Linked DNA regions of Sus scrofa: region 2 is linked to region 1. The links are chromatin contacts, called in public Hi-C maps. All regions are on one chromosome and are shown on one strand. The core of a region is the stretch at or near the end of the contact, and the rest is flanking DNA. Distances in the headings are between cores, read along the strand shown.

Evidence for each region. Hi-C and Micro-C count contacts between places; a contact is called where the count stands out from the background.
Region 2: a contact with region 1 is called in a Hi-C map of liver, with 3 times the contacts expected there. The contact joins the promoter of RRM2 here to the promoter of PDIA6 in region 1. A contact is called at or near these places in 1 of 5 promoter capture datasets (liver) and 1 of 47 Hi-C or Micro-C datasets (liver).

What each region holds. Positions count from the first base shown.
Region 1 is chr3:125,748,449-125,754,526 of Sscrofa11.1, forward strand. PDIA6 (protein disulfide isomerase family A member 6) reads left to right here and starts at 3,631. Exons shown (of 13, transcript NM_001195119.1): 1 at 3,631-3,649. The coding sequence starts at 3,631.
Region 2 is chr3:126,365,665-126,371,686 of Sscrofa11.1, forward strand. It overlaps RRM2 (ribonucleoside-diphosphate reductase subunit M2), which reads right to left and starts at 1,481. Exons shown (of 11, transcript XM_021087850.1): 1 at 1,278-1,481.

The DNA.
Region 1 (6,078 bases), core at 2,381-4,880:
TTGTGGCTCAATGGGTTAAGAATCCAACTAGTATCCATGAGGATGCAGGTTAGATTCCTGGCCTTTCTCAGCGGGTTAAGAGATCTGGTGCTGCCTCCCGCTGCAGTGTAGGCTGCAGACACGGCTCAGATCTGGTGTTGCTGTGGCTGTGGTGCAGGCCGGCAGCGGCAGCTCCGATTGAACCCCTAGCCTGGGAACTTCCATACACCTCAGGTGTGGCCCTAAAAAAGACAACAAACAAACAAACAACAATTTCTGGAGAAAGCGCATTCAAAGCTAGCATCTATTACTTATTTATTATTATAGTAATTATTACGAACCATAGGAAGGGTGGTGGGAATTTGAGTTACTAACTCTGCTCCCTGTCCTAGAAGAAAATCAGGCATTCTGAACAGTCCTTTCTTGCCCTTTAAAGCATTTGTTTTATTCTTTTCTGGTTGGCGATCAAGCCTTTGAGGGCAGAACAAGATGAGGAGCCTGCTGTACGTCAGAAAATATTAGCGCTGTCCTTTCTGCCTTTTCTGAGAACAATGGCCCAGAGCTGGCGTTTGATCATCTCAGCTTCCAGCCAAAGCCAGCAGGACTTTTTAAAATTGTCTCCAATCTCGGTCGCCCAATGCTGGAACACTGCATTCTTATTTACTGAGCTCCCAAAGAGCCATGCTGAAAGAGGGCCCAATGGAAATTTAGTTATGTAAAAATGTTTTAATCATTTATTCTTAAAACTCACAGTGTTGATAAAAGACAGGTGTAGCGGAGTTCCCGTCGTGGCACAGTGGTTAACGAATCCGACTAGGAACCATGAGGGTGCGAGTTCGATCCCTGGCCTCGCTCAGAGGATTAAGGATCCGGCATTGCTGTGGCTGTGGTGTAGGCCGCTGGCTACAGCTCGGATTCAACCCCTAGCCTGGGAACCTCCATATGCCACGGGAGCGGCCCAAGAAATAGCAAAAAGACAAGAAAAAAAAAAAAAAAAAAGGTGTCGCTGTGGAGACAGGTCCTTGTCCACCTGCTAGGAGGGCTGGTCAGGACTCTGCACGCATGGCGCATGCGCATGAGCCCCGTCCTCGCCAGGCGCATCTCCTTGCCCCACTGGGAACCTTCTTCCGCATCAGACTCCCTCAGGCAGAGCAAACTGCTGGTTTATTCGGTGATCCCAGAGCACTTTCAATATATGCCTTCCCGGTCGCTTTTTACTGACCTGCCTCCCGCATTGCGCAAGGTACATGTCACTTGAAATGTGGCCAGTGTGGCGTTCCGCTGTGACACAATAGGAGCTTCAGCATCTCTGCAACACCTGGACGCAGGTTTGATCCCTGGCCCGAAACAGTGGGTTAAATAATCCGGCGTTGCCACAGCTGCGGTATAGGTCACACGTGCAGCTCAGATCTGATCCCCGGCCCAGGAACCCCATATGCAGTGGGGCAGCCAAAAAGAAAAAATAGATATATGGCCAACCTAATTTTAGCCATGCTGTAAGCATAAAATGTATGCTGAGTTTCAAAGACTTGGTATGAAAAAAAGGAATATAAATAGCTCATTAATCTTTTTTTTGGTTCTTTTTTTTAATTTTATTTTTATTTTAGGGCCCCACCTGCGGCATATGGAAGTTCCCAGGCTAGGGGTTCAATCAGAGCTACAGCTGCCCGCCTACACCACAGCCACACAGGATTGGAGCTCTGTCTGTGACCTACACTGCAGCCCACCACAATGCCAGATCTATAACCCACTGAGCGAGGCTAGGGATCAGACCCACATTCTCATGGATACTAGTGGGGTTTGTTACCGCTGAGCCACAACGGGAACTCCATCATTAATCATTTTTAACATGATTACATGAGGAAGTGATAATGTTTGGGTATCTGGGAGTAAACTATATTATTAAAATTAATCTCTTTACTTTTTTAATGTGGCTACTGGAAATTTTTAAATTCCATGTGTGGTCACAGCTCAGGTTATATTTCCACTGGACAGCTCTGTTCTAGGACAATGCTTGTCAGATTTGTTTTTTATTATCACCCCTCTAAGGAGACTTTTAGACGTTTCTTCTCTCCCTGAAATTTGAAAAACACAGATACAGTGTATATCTGTTTATGTAGTTAGGCCCTTGTAACATCTAAGATTTTTGCATTTTTCTGCCCCAAGAACCTTGGAAGCAATATTTCCCATGTTGAAAGTGCATGTTTTAGAGGATGGTGGCTTTGTAAGATGGGAGGCCCCAGGGTCCCTGTGTCACCACATGGAAAGCTGCTCCCCAATGAGAGTGGGAACAAAGCGATTACAGAATAAGCCACTGAGATTTTAGGGTTGTCCCTAAAAATTTACCCTGATCATCAAGAGTTTACAACAGCATCAATAAACCCCAAGAAATCTTACAGAATCAAAAATCAGACATCTACATGGCTCAGTCTACGTCTGATCTTAATGTCCCACCATGTCACACAGCCCTCAGCACCACCCCATCATCTAGCACCTGCTGCCAGCTTCCTCTTCATGGCCTCAGTTCCCTCTCCTGTGCCCTCCTCACTCCCCTTGCTCCCTGTGTCCAGAATGGACTTTCTCCTGTTTGCCTGGCACATCTTCCAGACTCAGCTCTAGTGCCCCTTCTTCCAGGAAGCCCTATATGCCTTCACCATTCCCGGACCTCGGGGTGCCCATAAACGCTTTGGCGGGAATCTGAGCTACTCTGTGCATTAAGCACTACGGAGAAATAAACCATTGGTAATACAAAACCCAAAATGCTTGAGTCCATTCTAAACAGAAAAGAGGAAATCAGAGCGGAAAGATACTGCCATCTGAGCCTGTTACGCTTAAAATATTTCACTTTTGCAAATTTTACAAAACACATGGCCATTTGAACTCACTGCTAGGGCCCCTTGGGGAGGAGAAGTAAACCGCACAAGAGAGAAGTCCTGAAGCTTAAGCCCCACGGGGTTTCTACTGAGAATGAGGGCCCCTCTGAAAAGCTAAGCAGTCCTGGGCCTTGGTTAGCGGAACTTTTAAAGTAATTCGCCAAAATACTTGTTGAATTGTGTTATATACAGTATGTGCTTTGTAGGTGCCTTATGACTGAATACTTGTCCGGGCACGAGGAAAATTAATATGTCATTTTAATAAGGTCGTAGATGCATCGCGGGCCCCAAGAAACTTATCCTCCCTGTGGACAAAGACGGTAAGGGGTGGGGAGTGGAGGGAAGCAAGGGGCGAGTGAGGGCTGGAAAAGGGCTCGTTAGAGTCAAGCGAGGAAAGAGAGAGTCCCAAGGATCGGAGAGAGAAAACAATCACTGTAGTCAGAAAAGTACAGCAAGCCCAGGAGCGGCGAGCGAGAGGGAGAAGGAGCGGCTGGCCAACCCCGCCCCCAAGCAAGTCCCTCCTTCCGCCGCTCGCCCCGCCCCCGCCAAACCCAAACGCGTAACCTCTACCCGGCCGCCTCTCATTGGCCATGCAAATGAGCGAAGTCTGCCGGGACCAATAAGCCGCGGCCACGGCTTGGCGAGCGTCTTCCGGCCCGCCCCCGCCGCACCGCCCAGCGGCTGCCTTGAGGGCCGAGGGCGGGACGCGGGGCGGCGGGGGCGCGGCGCGGCAGAAGTGAGGTGGTGGCTGGACTGCACGACGGCGGAGGTGCTCGGCATGGCTCGCCTGGTCCTCGGTAAGCGCGGGCTCCCCCGTCCAGGGGGCAGCGGGAGAGCTCGGAACCCCCACGGCGGGCCGTGACCCGGGGAGCGGGCGGGCGCGTGGCCTCGATCCGGCCCGCGCAGAAGTGGGGGATCGCGGGCCCGGCCCACGCGGGGGACGCAGTAGGGGAAGCCGCGGGGCGGTAAGGGAGCTCCGCGGCCTTGGGGTGGGGGTGGGGGAGCGGGGGCGCCGGCTGCCCTGGGCCGGAGCCCCCCCGAGCGGGATCTAGGGCAGACGAGCAGGGCGCGTGCGGAGGTGAGGGCGCCCTTGGGGGCGGCCGTATCCCACCCGGCGGGAGCGTGTGCGCGAGCGCGGCGGGGAGGAGGAGCCCTGGGGCTGGGCTCGAACCCAGGGCGCCGGGACAGCCCCGCTCCCGGGTACGAGTGCCCGGTGCCGGGCTCCGGTGAAGGGGCGGCGACTGGAGGCCGGGGCGTGAGCTAAGGCCCGGAGCTGCGTTTGAGCCGCTGGGACCAGCTCTGGCTGATCCCTGGCGGATATTGAGTTTGGGCGGGTTCTGGGCCTCGAGCGTGTACCGGGAGGGTCTTGTCCTCACCACCTGTTTTATGGAATTCTCACTCCCCTCTCCCCCCAAAAATTGAACCATCATAAACCTTGTCCGGATAGTTTCATTAAAAAGGGACTAGTACCTCCCTAAAGCGGGTCTTAGGATGCAAGAGCACTTGAAATGTGATTGAACTTTTAAAAACTAAATTCAAGGCCGACTTTCCTGACTTAGTAAATGTCTTAGAGACCGCAGTGAGTGGGGTTGTGGATCCGTCCCGTCTCAGGGCTCTCCCTGGGCTCAGGCAAGGCGCTCTGACGGTGGTTGTGTGAATACTCTGGACCCACGGTTTGAGCAAGGTTTGAGTCCCAGGCCTCCGTCCCCGAATCTACGAGTTGTGTGAGTGGGAGCCAGTTACTTAACTGCTCCGGGCTAGTACTCCACAGAGTTGTTCTCAGGATCAGTGAGATTGTATATGTCCAAAGAGAGTTAAAAAAAGATGGAAATATTTGCTGTATTAGTGCAGAAAGAATAGAGGAGGGAGAAGGAACTTACTTCTCTTTGGTTGCCTGCAAGTGAATTCAGACAAGTCTCCAAATGACTCTGTGATTCATTCAGTTAGCTCATTATTTTAATACATGTAATCAGCCTTTGGGGGAGTCCTCTTGGTTTCTAGATTCCTGCTTTGAGACATGTAGTCTTGCTAACAGGTGTGGGACAGAAATGTTACTGACGCGGATTTATAGCATCCTTATCCGCAGTGGAGGAATAACGGGAGGCCACAGATGGCAAAACCATCTGCTCGCATAGACTCCAGACACTCGAATGTTCCATTTGTGCTCATTATCAGTGAGTGGAAGGACCATGTGAAATTTAGAAAGAGAACATTACTGGTCAGCATTAACCTACTTTAGCATCTTAAGTGGGCTCAGGGTTTTTTGTTTTCTTGAGGGGTTTTTGAAGAGGGTAATTACCGACTATTATGCAGTCAGAATTTGTACATCCTTTTTTTTCTTTTTTTTGGTTTTTAGGGCCGCACTTGCGGCATATTGGAGGTTCCCAGGCTAGGGGTCCAATCAGAGCTACAGCTGCTGACCTACGCCACAGCCACAGCAACGGCGGATCCTTAACCCACCGAGCAAGGCCAGGGATCGAGCTTGAAATCTTGTGGTTACTAGTCAGATTCGTTTCTGCTGCGCCACAACGGGAACGCTGGAGTTTGTACACCTTTTAGTGCTTTTCTGAGCATCATATTTGATTTCCTTCTAACCCTGCCACATCTTACTGCCCTTTAAGGGAATTAGGTCTTGAACCTTTATTATCAAGACATTTCCATGGATAGCCATTCCTAAGCAGGGGAGGTGCTTGTGGGAAGCAGGCCACTTTAAAGATGAGTAACAAAAGTCCAGCGCCATTGCGGGGGGGCTCCCGGGGGCTCCTGTCCGTGTTATACTGAGTGTCAGCAGTCAGGACCATCTGAATGGGAAGGAAGTACGTTCCTGAGGTAGAAAGTCCCGCCCTGTCCTTTGATGACTCCAGCCTGCTTGAAAGTCTGAAGGGGAGAGGACACGCCGCCGTCTGCGGGTGCCTGTCCTTGGGGTGCACTCCTGCGAGCTCCGGTCCTTTGGTTAAAATGTGGGGTTGAATAACCATGTACTTTCTGACTGTGTGGCCTTAGGCCAATGACCCGTTCACTGTCTCCGTTTCCCGGGCTAAGGTGGGCAAGGGGACGCAGACCCCTTAGCGTGAGTGACTAAGTGGTACCTAGTCATCTAAGTGTTAGGCTGAGCTAGGGTGGCAGTTTCGGGAGGGTCGTTGGATACACAGACAGATAGCAAAATGTCAGCCGTACCCCAGTCCCCCTTGCGAGAGTTTCTCTTAAGGAAATCATATTTATTTGA
Region 2 (6,022 bases), core at 231-2,730, 620 kb after region 1:
GGGGGAGGGGTACAAGGTCCCTGAGGTGTGGGGTGCTCAGCGGGGACCGTGGCGCCTAGCATTTAGGGCCGCTGGCTTCAGAGTCCCGGGGTGCAGTTGCTGTGTCACTAGGACAGGTCACCCGACTTAAAGAATTGGTGCGCTGGTAGCTCTACCTAACCTGTGGGATTCCTAAGAAAATGAGAGGATTAAGTGAGACCATTCATGTAAAATGGGAAGCTCTTTGGAAACCTTCACATTAACAGGAAGGGCCTTTGGTGCAGTTTCCCGCTGAAATCGTGTCTGCTTTCAGACCACTGTCCTCTGTGTCAATATTGTTTTAAAAATGGCAAACTAAGCAAAACCTCCTGGGAAAGAGTCCAGTGTGTGCTTGAAGAACTAGAAATTCATGTACTGCTTATTGGGCATCCAAGATCCTGGAGAGGGGGTTGAAAACCTCCATGGGGGAGGGGGGGATTCGAACTAAGTAAAAGTGTCCATTTTACTTTGTACATGATCTTTCAGATTTGCCATAGATTTTGCCCTGAATGTGGCAAAATTCAAGAAATGATTGCAGAGGAAGCAGTGTTAAGGAGTTCCCATCGTGGCTCCCTGGTAACGAACCCGACTAGTATCCATAAGGACACGGGTTCGATCCCTGGCCTCGCTCAGTAGGGTAAGGATCTGGCGCTGCGATGAGCTGTGGTGTAGGTCCCCAGACGTGGCTTGGATCCTGCGTTGCTGTGGCTGTGGTGTCGGCCGGCAGCTGCAGCAGCTCCAATTAGACCCCTGGCCTGGGACCCTCCATATGCCACGGGTACGGCCCTAAAAAGCAAAAAAAAAGAGCTTCGCATCTCTTAGACAAAACAACTAAGACTCTGGTCTATCTGTTTTAAAGCAGCTCACAGACATTGTCGATTTCCCCTTACTTCAGCATGCACTTTCAGAAAATGGATATTTTTATTGATAGAGGTGTGATGGTTTTATCAGCCACCATAAAACGATCGCAATTATCAGTGATTCTCTGTCCTTCTCTAATCCTCAATGTCGGGTAATTAATACCTGAAGTCCTCCTTTGGGTTGCTGTTCCAGGCACCATGTGCTTTTTAGCTCCTGTTATATTCCGTGTGTACAGGAACCATAAAGTATAACTCGGTGAACTAGCCAGAAACCGTGACTTCTTTTTCGGTTGAACTGCCACGAGGCAGGGGGAAAAGTCGCCATCCTCTCCTTCACCTCCTCCCACCTCTGAGTCATTTGGGAGGTCCCATCCCCTCCCCCCCAGGTCGGGTTTTTACCGCTCTCGCTTTACAAAGGAGGAAGCAGGGGCAGAAGGCTACGTGACTCTGCGGGGAGGTCAAGCCGGGAGGAGGCAGCGGGGCCTGGCTTCTGGTAGGCAGGGCCTCCTCTCTCGCCTGGGTCCCGGAGAGGAAAAGGCCGGGCGGGACGTGGCGGCCCATTCCCCGGAAGAGAGAGCGCCCTCCGCTGCTGCCTAGGGCCGGGCGCTGGAATCTGACCAGGAATCTTCCTGGCTTCCCTCTGCGCCTGTTTGACAGCTGCTCCACGATTGGCCAGTAGGACAGAGACTCCGCCCCCAACCTCCGAGAGGAGGCGCTCATTCGAGCCTTCGGGATCCCACGCCAGGCCACCGTAAGCCCCGCCCCCGCTTCCGGTCCTGCGGTCGCGCGGGGAGAAGTTGTACTTTTAGCATCTAGGGCGGGCGGGTTTGGTGGCCTCTTAAGAGGCGCCTCACCCTACCCCAGCACTCATCACCTATATACGGGACACCGCGCTGGTAATGACACTGACGTCGGTAACTCCACAGCCCCTGGGCCCCTGGACCACGTGATTAACACTTAAAATGCAAAGGACAGTGTGAGGTTCTCTTGAGATCAAGGTCTGAGAGGCAAGGAGAATGTCCAAGGTTATACGGTTCCTAAAACTGCCCAGCTAGAACTTTCCTCTCCCAATTTTTGTTAATAATGTTTTCGGAGTTCCCCTTGTGACTCAGCAGTAACGACTAGTATCCATGAGGATGTGGGTTCCATCCCTGACCTTGCTCAATGCGTTAAGGATCCAGCGTTGCCGTGTAGATCACAGACACCGCTGGGGTCTGGCATTGCTGTGTCTGTGGGGCAGGCCAGCAGCTGGAGATCTGATTTGACCCCTAGCCGGGGAAACTCCATATGCTACAGGTGCAACCCTAAAAAGCAAAAGCAAAAAAATAAATAAATAAAGTTTTCAACAAACAGAAAAACAAAAGAATCCTACAGTCTTCACCCACCACCTGGGATTCAGTGGTTGTTTCCATTTTGCCTTATTGCTTTCTCTTTCTGGACGTGGGAGGCTTTAGTTTTTTCTGGATCATTTGAAAGTGGGTTGTAGAAAGGACACTTCATCCCCAGATATTTCAGCATGTTGCGGCATATAACTCTTAAAAATAAAAACATCCACTAACGTAACCACAACATCATATTCAGACCTAAGAAAACCAGCATTAATTCTCTAACATCACCTAATAGCTTCTAGTCCATAAGCAAATTTTCCCCAGTCGTTTCAAATGTGTCTTTTAATTCATTCACTTTTTATTCAGGATCCTGTTTAGCACATGCATTACATTTGTCCACTGTATCTTTTTAGTCTCTTTAAAATCATATCAAATGAGCTTTATTTTTTGTTCTTTGATTTTTTTTTTTTTTTTAATCTGCAGAGTGGTGGACGTGACAACAAAGTCAGTTACATGCAGTGGCATCAAGACAGTGGTTGTTTGTATAGTTGTTCTTAGGCCCCCCCCCCCGTCTGTCGCTTTTTTGTTTTTGTTTTTGTTTTTTGCTTTTTAGGGCTGTATTCAAGGCATATGGAAGTTCCCAGGCTAGGGTTCAAATCAGAGCTGCAGCTGCCAGTCTACACCACAGCCACAGCAACACGGGATCTGAGCCACATCTACGACCTATACCACAGCTCACAGTAACACCAGATCCTTAACCCACTGAGCGAGGCCAGGGACCGAACCTGCATCCTCATGGACACTAGTTGGGTTCCTTACCACTGAGCCACAACGGGAACTCCATTAGTCTCTTGAATTTGAACAACCGTACTTTGTTTTTAGCCCATGATATTGGCTGTGTGATGTTCAGGCCACTTTTCTTGTGGACTGTCTCACGTTCTACATTTGCCTGATGTGTCTTCAGAGTGTCATTTAACTTGTCTTTCTGATCACTGTATTTACTGTAAACTAGAAGTTGGATCTAAAGGTTTTATTACATTGGGCTTATATTTTTTGCATGTGGTTAAAATATACATAAGCTAAAAAAAATACATAAGCTAAAATTTACCATTTGAACCTTTTTTTTTTTTGTCTTTTTGCTGTTTCTTGGGCCGCTCCCGAAGCATATGGAGGTTCCCAGGCTAGGGGTCAAATTGGAGCTGTAGCCTCCGGCCTACGCCAGAGCCACAGCAACACAGGATCCGAGCCATGTCTGCAACCTACACCACAGCTCACGGCAATGCTGGATCCTTAACACACTGAGCAAGGGCAGGGACTGAACCCGCAACCTCATGGTTCCTAGTCAGATTTGTTAACCACTGCGCCACGACGGGAACTCCCATTTGAACCATTTTTCAAGTGTGCCCTTCAGTGGCATTAAGCACAGTGACAGTGTTATGCAAACATCACCACCATCATCTCCAGAACTTTTTATCCTAAACTGAAACTGTCCCCATGAAACCCTAACTCCCCATTACGCCCTCCCATCAATCTCATGACCACCATTCTGCTTCCTGTCTATATGAATATAAGTACCTCATGCAAGTGCAGTCTTACAGTATCTGTTCTTTTGTGTCCAGCTTTTTTTTCAGTTGGTGTAAAGTTTTCAACATTCATCCATGTTGTACCTGGTGTCAGAATTTCATTCTTTTTTTTTTTTTTTTAGGGCTGCATTCCACGGCATATGGAAGTTCCCAGGCTAGGGGTTGAATCGGAGCTGCAGCTGCGGTCTTATACTGCAGCCACAGCAACTCGGGATCCGAGCAGCATCTGTGAACTACACTGCCACTTACCGCGATGCTGGATCCTAACCCACTGATTGGGGCCAGGGATAGAACCCGCATCCTCATGGATACTAGTCAGGTTTGTTACCACTGAGCTACAATGGGAACTCCTCATTCTTTTTTTCTTTTCTTTTTAGGGCCACACCCGTGGCATATGGAGGTTCCCAGGCTAGGAGTCAAATCGGAGCTACAGCTGCCAGCCTACACCACAGCCACAGCAACACAGGATCCTTAACCCACTGAGCGAGGCCAGGGATCAAACTGGCAACCTCATGGTTCCTAGTCGGATTCGTTAACCACTGAGCCACGACAGGAACTCCTATCCCATATTTCATATGATCTCATTTCGTAATGATTCCCTCTCTGCAACCCGTTGGCCCCTTCCCTCCGGGGAGTCCTTTAGTTTCCCAGCCACTAGGACTAGGAGCAAGGTCAACCCTCCTCAAAGCTGAGCTGCTGGCTCCAGGGGACCTCCTTCTTCTTTCTGAACTTGACATTCTGCTCTCAGAACTTCAGGATCCTCAGATCCTCTGTTGAGGAAAAAGCATTCTCGGGAAGCAGACAGACGGAATACTCCATCTCAGGAGTGACTTGTTAGGAGTTCCTTTTGTGGCTCAGTGGTAACAAACCCGACTAGTGTCAATAAGATGTGGGTTCGATCCCTGTCCTTACTCAGTGGGTCAAAGGATCTGGCAGCTCTGATTCGACCTGTAGCCTGGGAACATCCATGTGCAGCAGGTGCAGCCCTAAAAAAAAAAGTGACTCGTTAGCAGCGGAAGTCCAAGAACAGGCAGTGGGCTGAGGTGGGGGTTGGGTCTGCCTTCCTCTGCCCTGCAGACTCTCTGAGGACCCCCCAAACCTGCCAAGGACCTGCCCCTGCCCACGTCTCTCTCCCCCTTTGAAAATAGCCCCCCACCTTCCCCAGGGCCTTCATCCCTCCCTCCTCCAGGCAGACCTGCCCTGGTCTTCCTGGGCCTGGAGTCTTCCAGCGTGCCTCCCCTGCAGGCTGAGTCTGAAGGAGAGGGTTTCCCATGGATTGACCTGAAAAAGAATAATAAGAATGGAAGGCCACAGTTTTGCAGGCCTAAATTTAGTTTATTTCCTGACCAACTTAGCTTCCTATTGGCTCTTACTGAAAAATTTCTTCTTCTTTTATTTTTTGGCCACCCCAAGGCACGTGGAAGTTCCCAGGCCAGAGATCAGATCCGAACCGCAGCTGTGACCTAAGCCACAGCTGCAGCAACACTGAATTCTTTTTTTTTTTTTGTCTTTTGTCTTTTTGTCTTTTGTTGTTGTTGTTGTTGTTGTTGCTATTTCTTGGGCCGCTCCCGCGGCATATGGAGGTTCCCAGGCTAGGGGTTGAATCAGAGCTGGAGCCACCGGCCTACGCCAGAGGCACAGCAACGCAGGATCCGAGCCGCGTCTGCAACCTACATCACAGCTCACGGCAACGCCGGATCGTTAACCCACTGAGCAAGGACAGGGACCGAACCCGCAACCTCATGGTTCCTAGTCGGATTCGTTAACCACTGCACCACGATGGGAACTCCAGCACTGAATTCTTAACCCACTGTGCCAGGCCATCCCCGGCCTGTGTCCCAGGGCTCCAGAGATGCTGCCAATCTCTTTGCCACAACGGGAACTCCTTGAATAATTTCTTCGTTAATAGGCTCCTTCCCTGGATGCAAATCCATGTTATTGACTTCTTTCTGAGTACAGCGATGTGTGTGTGTTTGGGGGGATGGGGGTTTGGCCAGTTTTAATGTTTATCTGAACTGGTAAGTACAGAGCAACCTATGCAAATAGGACGCAGCAATTCCTGCCTTTAGTGAATGAGTTGGGGGGTTGGGAAGGAGCAAAAAAACAAGGCCGACCCCAGCAGAGATAACTCCCCAGGCCACTGTCCCCGCCCACAGTCCTAGCTGAATAACAGCTTTAGGTGAGGGAAAGGCAAAATCCTGGAATTTTTGCAGAATCAACCCCGCAAAGCCCT